Linked DNA regions of Bombyx mori: region 2 is linked to region 1. Evidence: chromatin contacts called from public Hi-C data. All regions are on one chromosome and are shown on one strand. Each heading gives the region's core, a stretch centred on a gene start, on an enhancer-like site or on the middle of the called end of the contact. The rest is flanking DNA. Distances are from core to core; before and after follow the strand shown. Region 1 holds the start of LOC101743912 (T-cell leukemia homeobox protein 1). Region 2 has its middle 20 kb from the start of Crz.

What was found. Hi-C and Micro-C count contacts between places; a contact is called where the count stands out from the background.
Region 2: a Hi-C map of middle silk gland shows a contact between it and region 1, with 2.2 times the contacts expected there. The contact joins the enhancer-like site here to the promoter of LOC101743912 in region 1. A contact is called at or near these places in 3 of 7 Hi-C or Micro-C datasets (middle silk gland, midgut and whole pupa).

What each region holds. Positions count from the first base shown.
Region 1 is chr26:6,210,801-6,215,889 of ASM3026992v2, forward strand. LOC101743912 (T-cell leukemia homeobox protein 1) reads left to right here and starts at 1,655. Exons shown (of 3, transcript XM_038020724.2): 1 at 1,655-2,349. The coding sequence starts at 1,797.
Region 2 is chr26:6,320,469-6,325,586 of ASM3026992v2, forward strand. No RefSeq gene overlaps it. Among protein-coding and RNA genes, the nearest start is that of Crz, 20 kb to the right of the region's middle. Within about 2 kb of position 2,708, at least 8 of the 8 cell types and tissues checked have open chromatin away from gene starts, as enhancers often do.

The sequences.
Region 1 (5,089 bases), core at 405-2,904:
AGGAGGAGTGGGATTTGCTAACAACTGCTCGAGCGCCTCCGCAGGAGACCTAACAACTCAAGAGCAATTGCTTTGCGAATGAATCTACTACCGGATCGGAATCGCGACCCTCTGAGAAGATCCGGCGAGAAACTCAGCGGGCTGATGCATGGGTTAGGACAAAGTGTATATGTGTGTGTGTGTCAAATACATGGTAGTGTGTGTAATGTTTTTTTTATTGATTTAATGTGTTATTAATACATAATTTAAAAAAAAATAGCATTCTGCACTTCTTCTCTATATTCTCTATAAGTGTGAGAAATGTCATACTCCTCAGTCCGCGCAATTTTCGTAAAAAGGGGTACAAAGTTTTTGCTTCACGTATTAATATATAGATATCGATAGTCACATTGGAACTTGAACGGGCTTCACTAATATTAATAATAACAATAGAGTCGATATAATAATAATAATAATAATAATAATAAGCCTTTATTGCTGTTTTACTAGCTTAATACATTACTTAATAATAAATTAAATTTAAGTGCAACTTATAATCAATATCAATTATTCCGTTCGGCGTTCGGTGTGGTTTTAAAAAACAGCTTGTCTCTCGACAAAGGCCTCCTCTAAAGATTGCCAATATTCTCGATTTTTGGCCATTCGACTCCAATGCGGGCCGGCGACACTCCTTATTTCATCTTCCCAACGTTTTGGCTGTCTTCCTTTTTTTCTACAGCCATCCCGTGGGTACCGATACAGAGTCGATATAGATAAAACTAAATCATAAAAATAATCTATTAAATAAATCCCAAATTCGTTAATAGCAACCCACAATACCGATATTGATCAAGTTTCAATTCGATTAAATCGCAAGCCGAGCATCATTGTGTTATGAACAGGGAAACAATAATCTAACACCCCTTGCCTTTTTCTGTCAGCCTCGATAACGTAAAGTGGCTATCTTCGACAATACATTATCCCGACTTATCTATGCCCATAACACGGAACTTGGGAACTGTTTTATTATAAAGTGCATTGTCTGCTATGGAAGAGCTCGGTCTACCGCCGAACGTAAATAATTTAACTGTCTTAAAAGATTCAAAAATAGTTTCCTAACATTGCCCCCTTAATATGTACACCATTTGTCAGGCCATAACTGGATTTAAATGACGCGTTACAAGAAACCCGAACACGCCCATTGTCAGAAGTATACCTGTCCTGTTCTACCGCGTTCTCGGATCGGATCGCGTTTCGCTCTCTGTCTTTTTCCACGGAGCCATAGCATGCATGTTTACCTTGTTACGAAGGCACTTAAAATATGCCAAGTGGAACGATTTGCGCTGCCAAAATGAGCTCTGTTATCTCAAGATTAAAAGACAAAGTCACTTGTCAGCGCAAAAGTGGGGGGCACAATTGAAGCGAGACACGCAACGAGAGAGATAGAACGAATCGTTACGTTTAAGTTAGTGAGTCCAAACGAGTTTTTATGTTCGGAAATCGTATTAAGCTTTTGTTGGAAACTGTTCCACTCAGCGCGCATAGTTGAGGCGTTTGTGTGGCCGAACTATTGCGTTTGTAATCAGAAAAGTGGGGATAGTGGTGATTGGCCGGTTTTGCCCCATATTGTCCTGAACGATACAGAGCCGTGCGGTCGAGCGTTTAGTGACGCGCTCCTCAGAATAAATCGTTTTTGAATCGTACGACAGTTGCAATCCGATTTTCGGAACTAACATTTTACCGTAAAAGTGAAAATTGTTACACTTAAATTTACGAACAAGGTTATGTGCTAGTGACGTATTGAATATCGAATAAAAATGTCATCGGTGCATTCAGACGATGACCAGGAGGAGATCAACGTGGACTCTGACAGCCGACTCTCGGGGCACTGCGACCGAAGTATCGCTTCGGAAGACAGAGATTCCGAACATAGCTACCACGAGAGGTTCCGTGATTCGCCAAACGACCACATGACAGAGACCCAGCCCAGAGTCAATCTGCCGTTCAGTATATCCCGGCTGCTGGGGAAGCAGTTCGAAGATATAGATAAGCGAAGGAATTCTGGCGAGAGTGATGATAGAAGTGACCAGGACACTGAATCGGAAAGTGCCAAAGACGACGCTAAAGACAGTTCTAGTTTGGCATTAAATTTCTCACACGCACCGGGCCTCTATCATAACTCCGGACTCTTGTTAAGGCCGGGGTTAGGGTTGGGTGGTGGGTATGGATTTTCTAGTAATCCCGGTGTTGTGAGAGTTCCGGCTCATAGAGCGTTGGGTGCACTTGGGGCTTGGGGTGTTGCGTTAGACCCCATGAGACAGGCGGCCGCGGCTGCTTTTGCTCACCAGGTCGTCAAAGATAGATTAAACGGTGAGTACTTTCCCGAGGCTCTTGTAATTTATCTCTATAAAAAGATCAGCATACCGAAATCACTTGACAAATCGTCTTCTCGCATTAAAACTGTATAATCTCAAAACGTACTAATTTTTACAGGAGAGTGTTTTAAAGGTGTAACATGTGATATTTTTAATATTAATCATCTTTGCAACATTTATTTTCTATTTTTTACCTGTTAGATATTATTTTATATTATTTTATCTGTATTTTAAAGTAAGATAAGTTTTATGTATTAATTTTGTTAATAGTAGTCAAAATATAGGTAAAAAAAAAACAATAACTAAACTACGCTCTTTTGACAGTATTTATGAGAAAAATACTGGGGTGCCGAATGATTCCGCATATTAACTCAATTTCGAATATTTTTGGAAACTTTTAATGCGAAAAGACGAAATGTTCGCATGTTTTCGGCATTCTTTTTTTTTATTAATTAGATGGGTGGACGAGCTCACAGCCCACCTGGTGTTAAGTGGTAACTGGAGCCCATAGACATCTACAACGTAAATGCGCCATACACCTTGAGATATAAGTTCTAAGGTCTCAAGTATAATTACAACGGCTGCCCCACCCTTCAAACCGAACGCATTACTGCTTCACGGCAGAAACAGGCAGGGTGGTGGTACCCACCCGCGCGGACTCACAAGAGGTCCTACCACCAGTAAAAAGTTTCCTTAACCGAAGTTAGAATTAGCGATGTCCGTCCGTAATAATTGCACCCTTGCGTGCGATGACACACACAGCGAACTATTTATTTTAACTCGGCGCCCCATTATTTGGCGAGGTGAGATTGCAGGCGCCTTGTCCACTAATTTGTCGCCATTCCGTCGGACATTAGGGACCGATTTTTTATTAACGACTATCATCGGGTTTTTCCTGTTACAACACTACCGTGATAGAGAAGTGAACGGACTTGTTGAACTATTGAGTATCGAGAGGAAATAAATCTTTAGTTATATAAATTTCTTTAATAATAAAAGTACTTGTGAAATATATTTTTTTGCTTCTATAAATTTAGAAGATAATTTCTGGATAAAAAAGATTTTTATTATAATTTTTAAAAAGCTTACATTTCATACACTACGTATTACAGACACTACTAGGTATATCAGTCATGGCAAACGCTTAGAATATAATTTTTAAAGTACATATATCTCGTGATAATGTTTCCAAAAATCACAAAACTATCTTACAATTTGTCTGGAAATAGAGTCAGTGCAATAGTAAGTCTGTGACATATCCGAATGTTAATGCTTAAGCCGAAAGCGATATTAATTTGGCGTCTATAAATCGTGCCATTTTAAATATAAGAAGTCGTCATAAAAAGGGCTACTCGGTCGCCAAATCTGGGCTCATGTTAACAATTAGTGAATTGAAAACTATAGATAGTACCTTGTATACTATATAATTAGATTCAGAATAGACTTCACGTATCAATCGGATTAGACGGCATTTAAGTTGTTGATGTCTTCAGGCTCCGGTAACTACTTAACGTCAGTCGTGCCGCGAGCTCGTTCACCCGGCTGATCAGAAAAAAAATTACACTAAGATTTCAATGTTTTTTTTTTTATCTACCGGATATTCTATCTAACTTCAGGGTTTGCTTTTTAGGTTGATATAATGATTATGTGATTTATATATTCATCCAAATATAACAGTTTTTTTTTCAATTGTGCACTTAGGTATCACCTAGTTTTTTATTTTTTATTTATTAAAACTAAACCATGTCTAAATGATATTTTGGATATTAACTTTGATCCATTAGTATCTAATGTTTGTCAAATGTCGATCATTTGTAAGACAGAGCTTCGATGGTTGTTTTTTCTGCATCTACCGGCGGTCGAGCACCCGCGTCCAATCTCTAATTGAGAGAATAGACCCATAAAAGACCGGAAGTGGTCACGAAACTGCATCGATTTGGCGTTGAACAGCAAAGAAAAAAAAATTGATTGTTAGCTCTGAGTTTACATTTCAAAAAAGGAGAGTAAGCGTTTTTTTCACACATTTTTTTTTATTTCATTTTATTGCTTAGATTGGTGGACGATCTTACAGCCCACCCGGTGTTAAGTGGTTACTGGAGCCCATAGACATCTACAAAGTTACCTTGAGATATGAGTATGATTTTTTTTTCGAATCTAATCTGATAGCCTTGAGAGGCTATTTCAGCTTCTCCTTGACGTGTAGGTGAGCTCACGGGGCTCAAACCGGGCGTGTTGCTAACACTGACTCTATCTAGCAAGAGCAGTGCTTCGCAGAATCTACCACCGGATCGGAAACGCGACCCACTGAGAAGATCCGGCGAGAAACTCAGTGGGCTGAGACAAAGCAATACTTAGTCAGTGCCATTTCAGCTTAACGATTTAGCTTAAAACTAATCCTAAAAATGAAAATGGCACCTTTTATTTTATGAATTTTGACTGAAAAAACTTCCGTATTGTCTGAACAGTTAAAATGTTATCAAAAAACAAATCATAACCGTCATGAGATAAGTTGTTCACATAAACCTCTTTGAATATTTATAGATTCACATATCAAATTTAACTTTAGGCAGCAGCTTTGCTCTGCCCCTGGCATTGCTGATGTCCATGGGCGACAGTAATCACTTACCGTCAGGTGGGCCATCTGCTCATCTGCCTACAAGGGCAATAATAAAAACAACACACTCGGTTTGAGCCCCGTAAGCTCAGATACATGTCAAGGAGAAGCTGATATAGCC
Region 2 (5,118 bases), core at 1,458-3,957, 110 kb after region 1:
ACAGAGTACAAGGGCACTACTTATTTCATGTTGAAATCTCTTCCAGTAGGCCCGCAAAAGGAGAGAAGAATTTGGAACTCAAACCTAGTGCATACAGTAAACATTACATATAATAATATATACATATTACAAGATACAAAACAATATATATACATACAAATACACACACACACATACATATTACCTATATATTATTATATTTCTTTGTTTGCCTTTTTCGCATACAATACTAAATTCAGACGTGAATTAAGTACAAGCTAGCTTTTAGCAGCAGCAGGTAGGCTCTGGCTTGGATGCGGTCATCATAGTGCGTTTCCAGATATCTTTTTTGCCACGTACCATCCGGCTATAGAATGAGCTCCCCTCCACGGTGTTTCCCGAGCGCTATGACATGTCCTTCTTCAAACGAGGCTTGTAGAAAGTACTTAGCGGTAGGCAGTGGCTGGGCTCTACTCGCATTGCTGAAGTCCATGGACGACGGTAACCACTCACCATCAGATGGGCCGTATGCTTGTCTACCTACAAGGGCAATAAAAAAAAGAAAAAAAAACTTTAAATTAAGTGTGTATCAATTTGTCGTCAATCTGCAGGTATGTTTAGTGCGAGTTTTTTAACTTTCCGATAGCGTAAAAGTTAACTCAATTTTGTATGGAGTTGGAACAGCGCCCTCTGGCGGCAAACAGAAGCTGTTCCAACTCAGCCAACCCAGCAAACTGATCTGTTTTAGTAGCAGTAAAAAGATTGGGAAGTGAAGTCGGCCTGGTTTAAGAGAGAAGACGCTGGGCGTACTATGTACTATTGGATACTACTATTGGGTGTACTAACTATTGGGTGTACTATCGAGAGATGCGACTGTCCCGATGTTCAAATATCGCGGGCAGATATCGATATTTCCAAGGAACTACTAGACTAGAGCGATGACAGGATCGCATCGTGTTATAAAAATCAAACTCATGCAAATTATTTGCTTAGTTACTCTCTACTAGGTACTCTAACTATACCTACTTGAGACCTTAGAACTTATATCTCAAGGTGGGTGGCGCATTTACGTCGTAGATGTCTATGGCCTCTAGTAACCACTTAGCATCAGGTGGGCTGTGAGCTCGTCCACCCAACTAAGCAATAAAAATATATAAAAAAACGGCGTGTTTTAAGCCCGCACAGGTGGGTACCACCACCATGCCTTTTTGTGCCGTGAAACAGTAATGCGTTTAGGTTTCGAGATTATTATTTTTTATGATTGTAGAATTACTGGTGGTCCGTGGGCCTTTCTAGTTTCACCAGGACATGTGGGTGAGAAAAGGTTCGGCCAGGAGGGGAGGGATTAGCTAACAGCTGCAGGAGCGACTCTGAAGAAGACCTAACGACTCAAGAGCAGCTGCTTCGCGAATGATTGTTTCAAGAGCGGGATAGCCGGTCTAAAATTGAGACTTAGATCTCAGGTTTTTTTTTTCCACAGGAGAAAATCGCCGGATCCCCACCCGCGCGGCAGATGGGGTATGTTGAAGTTGAACCTCACTAAAAACTCCTGCCGCTCACAACCGGCGCCCTACCCCGGACCGGGCGGGAACCCAGTCGGGGCTACTGAGACGGCGGGACAGGGTTGACGCGGAGCACATTACCTACATCCATCCCGCCGTCAGAGCTCAGGTTGGGTACCATTTAGGTTGTTTATGTCTATTCGGTCCTGGCCGGTAACCACTTATTGCGTAATTATTGGCGGCAAGGCGAATTGTAAGAACGCTCGGGTAGTTACTACTATCCTGTTTATTTCTATCACGAAGTACCAGCATTCCCGTTTGATGATGGAGCACTCGCTTATACAATACAATTGAGAATACGATCTCATGTTTTTTTTTATTGCTTAGATGATAGGACGAGCACACAGCCCACCTGGTGTTAAGTGGTTACTGGAACTCATAGACATCTACAACGTAAATGCGCCACACGCCTTGTGATATAAGTTCTAAGGTCTCATTATAGTTACAACGGCTGCCCCACCCTTCAAAGCGAAACGCATGTATTAAAGTGGGTGGCATTATCGATATTTTGATGTTGATAGCCTCAAGTAATTATTCCGCATACCAGATTGGCTGCGACCTTGATAGTCCGTCTACGTTATAAAAAAACAAAGACATATTTACAAAAAGTCTATCAAGAATATCAACTGTAGGTATATTTGTAAGCAAATCAAAGCAAATCAGTGCCACATTACAAAATCACGTAGGTATATACTTATTCTGGATTTAAATACGACAGCAAAACGTAGGATTAACTAAAAATTTTTTCGTACAGCACATTTTGATTCGCGTACAAAGTAATAAAAGGAAAAATTGCGATCCATCCTACCATTAATTATGATTAAATTAGGAAGCTTAATAAAAGCTGGCAACACAGTCTATAAATAAAAGCGAAAAGGAAAAACCGTTGGATATTCAAAAATAACCGTGCAAAATCAAAAGTCATTAACGTTCAATAAGTTAAAAAGTTAAGATTCAAAGTTATAAATCATTATTTATTTCATCTCTCTACCAATTTTTCTGAGTCTTTTTTCATCAATTTAACACGAACAAAAAGTGGCTTTCAATTGTTAGGTTTTATGCTTTGGGTATATATTTTTTTTTTATCGTGGGCAACCCGTTTAATAACACTGACCAATCGGACGCGTCTGCCGGTGACGCGCGCCGCCCTCTTCACTAGTGATTGGTTGTTCATTTGGTGCAGATTGTGCGATGGCGGGAAACGGATTTAAGTCTATGGCATCTCATTCTTACGGCCCTAAGAGATGGGGTGGCGTCGATATCGATATTTTTCATCATAAAACTTTTATGAAAATTTTATCGTGATAAATACGGAGGAATGTAATCGAAAGCACTTTTAAGATGTTTATCAAATTAAGCATTTATTTACAAGTACAAATATGTTATCACTTACCTGTTTTTATGAGTGTTTGTTCCATTATCGTAGGCAGTCAGGATCTATTGCTCTGAACAATGTAGTCCAAAGTAAGTTGTATTCCGCAAGGAACTTAAATAGAAGTCAATAAAGCTATAGGAATTCAGGCTTCGACTCCTTGCTGAACGGAAGATATTTAAAGCTCAAATGGGGCTTATCCAGAAATTCAGAATCGTTATGATCCATACTCAATACCATTGACAAACTTATTAAATCATCGATTATAATGTAGCAGTTAAAAACTATTTATATTAAAATAAGCCAGTATTGATAATGAACATAGCTAAAAGCTTATATAAATTCAATTGACTAAAGCGAACTACGATTTTGGTTTTAAAACATCGACATCGTCCCCTCTTTAGAGTTTAATTGAGACGAGGTAGCGATAAGTAGATTGTGGCAGACGCTGCCCGCAGACTCGAGTCATCTTTAAACCAAAAGTCTATTACATTAAGAACAGTTAAATATAACAATAGGTAATGGTAGATTTTTTATATTCCTCTAGCTTATTTGGATGAGATAATGATTAAATAATTTACACTATATACATGCATGTTAGAGAGAGAGTATAATTTGTTGCACACCAAAACATGCCTTACATTGAGTCATGTTGAGACAGTCAATAGGCAGGTCGATTTGTGTAATAGGCAGTCTTAGCGCGATCTTGCTTAGACAACTGTTTTGACAATGCAAAACTCCGAAATAGATATAATAGATACGTTACGGGAATTCTGACTAACAATATTTCTTATAGACCTATCAAAATAATCCCTTAAAATATATTATTAATAAATAATAAGTAATACAATAAATTCTGCTCTCCGCGTCGTCTTCCTCATTGCCGAGGGGTGTGATTCCCCCGATGAGAGATTAATTTCTTTTTGATGATGTTTCTCTATCTGCGTTTTTCCCTAGAACGTCTATCCTCACTCCACATGTATCTGAAGGAAGAAATTTAAACACATATACTGTTAAGAAATACAATAATTTCATAAATAAATACTATATAATAATGCCGGAAGTAGATTTCTATAGAAAAAAGATGTGTGTTCGATGTGTGTTGTGACGAAGTTCCTTATTATAAAAACATTAATTTTAAGTTCTATTCGAGGTATAAAGAAAATAAAACTGGAGGTTTCGCAACAACCCACGGTCATTCGGTAACGTGCTAACTTATTTTGGTACACTTCATTCACGGTTGTTTGCATAAAAGAGTTAGTGTATTGCGCAAACGAACGCTCTGAGATCGTCGTCAATGAATGAAAAAAATATACCTATGTTAATTTTTTGTACATTATTACAAAGTTAAGTCGTACACTGTGTGCATTACTAATAAAAATCTTACGTTACGGACGTTTTTTCCCGGTTAGGGTACCCCTCCGCATCGTCCCATAAGGAACTTCGTTCCAAAAATAAGATATTATGTTTTCTAATAGTGTAGGTACCTAATTTCTTAGAATTGTAAATTTTAGAATTCAAATTAGGATGAAGTTGATTGAAATTACTGGTGGTAGGGCGTCTTATGAGCCGGCACGGGTATGTACCCCCGACCTGCCTATATGTACCATTATTTACCTACCTAATCGTTGATAGCTAAGGGGCTATTCCAACTTCACCCACGGGCTCAACCTGAGGGAATTGCTAACACTAGCTCTAGCAAGAGCAGTGGTTCGCTGAATCTACTACCGGATCGGAATCGTGACCTACTGATTAGATCCGGGGCTCAACCTGAGGGAATTCCTAACACTAGCCCTAGCAAGAACAATACTTCGATAAATCTACTACCGGATCGGAGTCGCGACCCACTGAGAAGATCCAACGAGAAACTCAGTGGGTTGTATCTTTGGACTAGTTAGCACGTCGAACTCTTCGTCGGAGCTTACGTTTCGACGAGGACGGTGACCGGTGCTTGAAGAGTCTAAAAGCACCGAAAGTGGATATGGGGGAATCGACAAGACATGTTTTGGGCGACGGCGACTTTGCTTTGTCCCGTTGTATAATATGTACCGTGAACGAGTAAGACCTCTCGGTTTGATTGGGGAGGCTGTTGTATAGTATAAAACTGAGACTCAGAACTCATGTCTCAAGGTAAGCCGTGGCATTTACGTTCTTAACATCTGGGTCATGTCAAGAACGTAACATGGTTCTTAACATGGGTTTTAA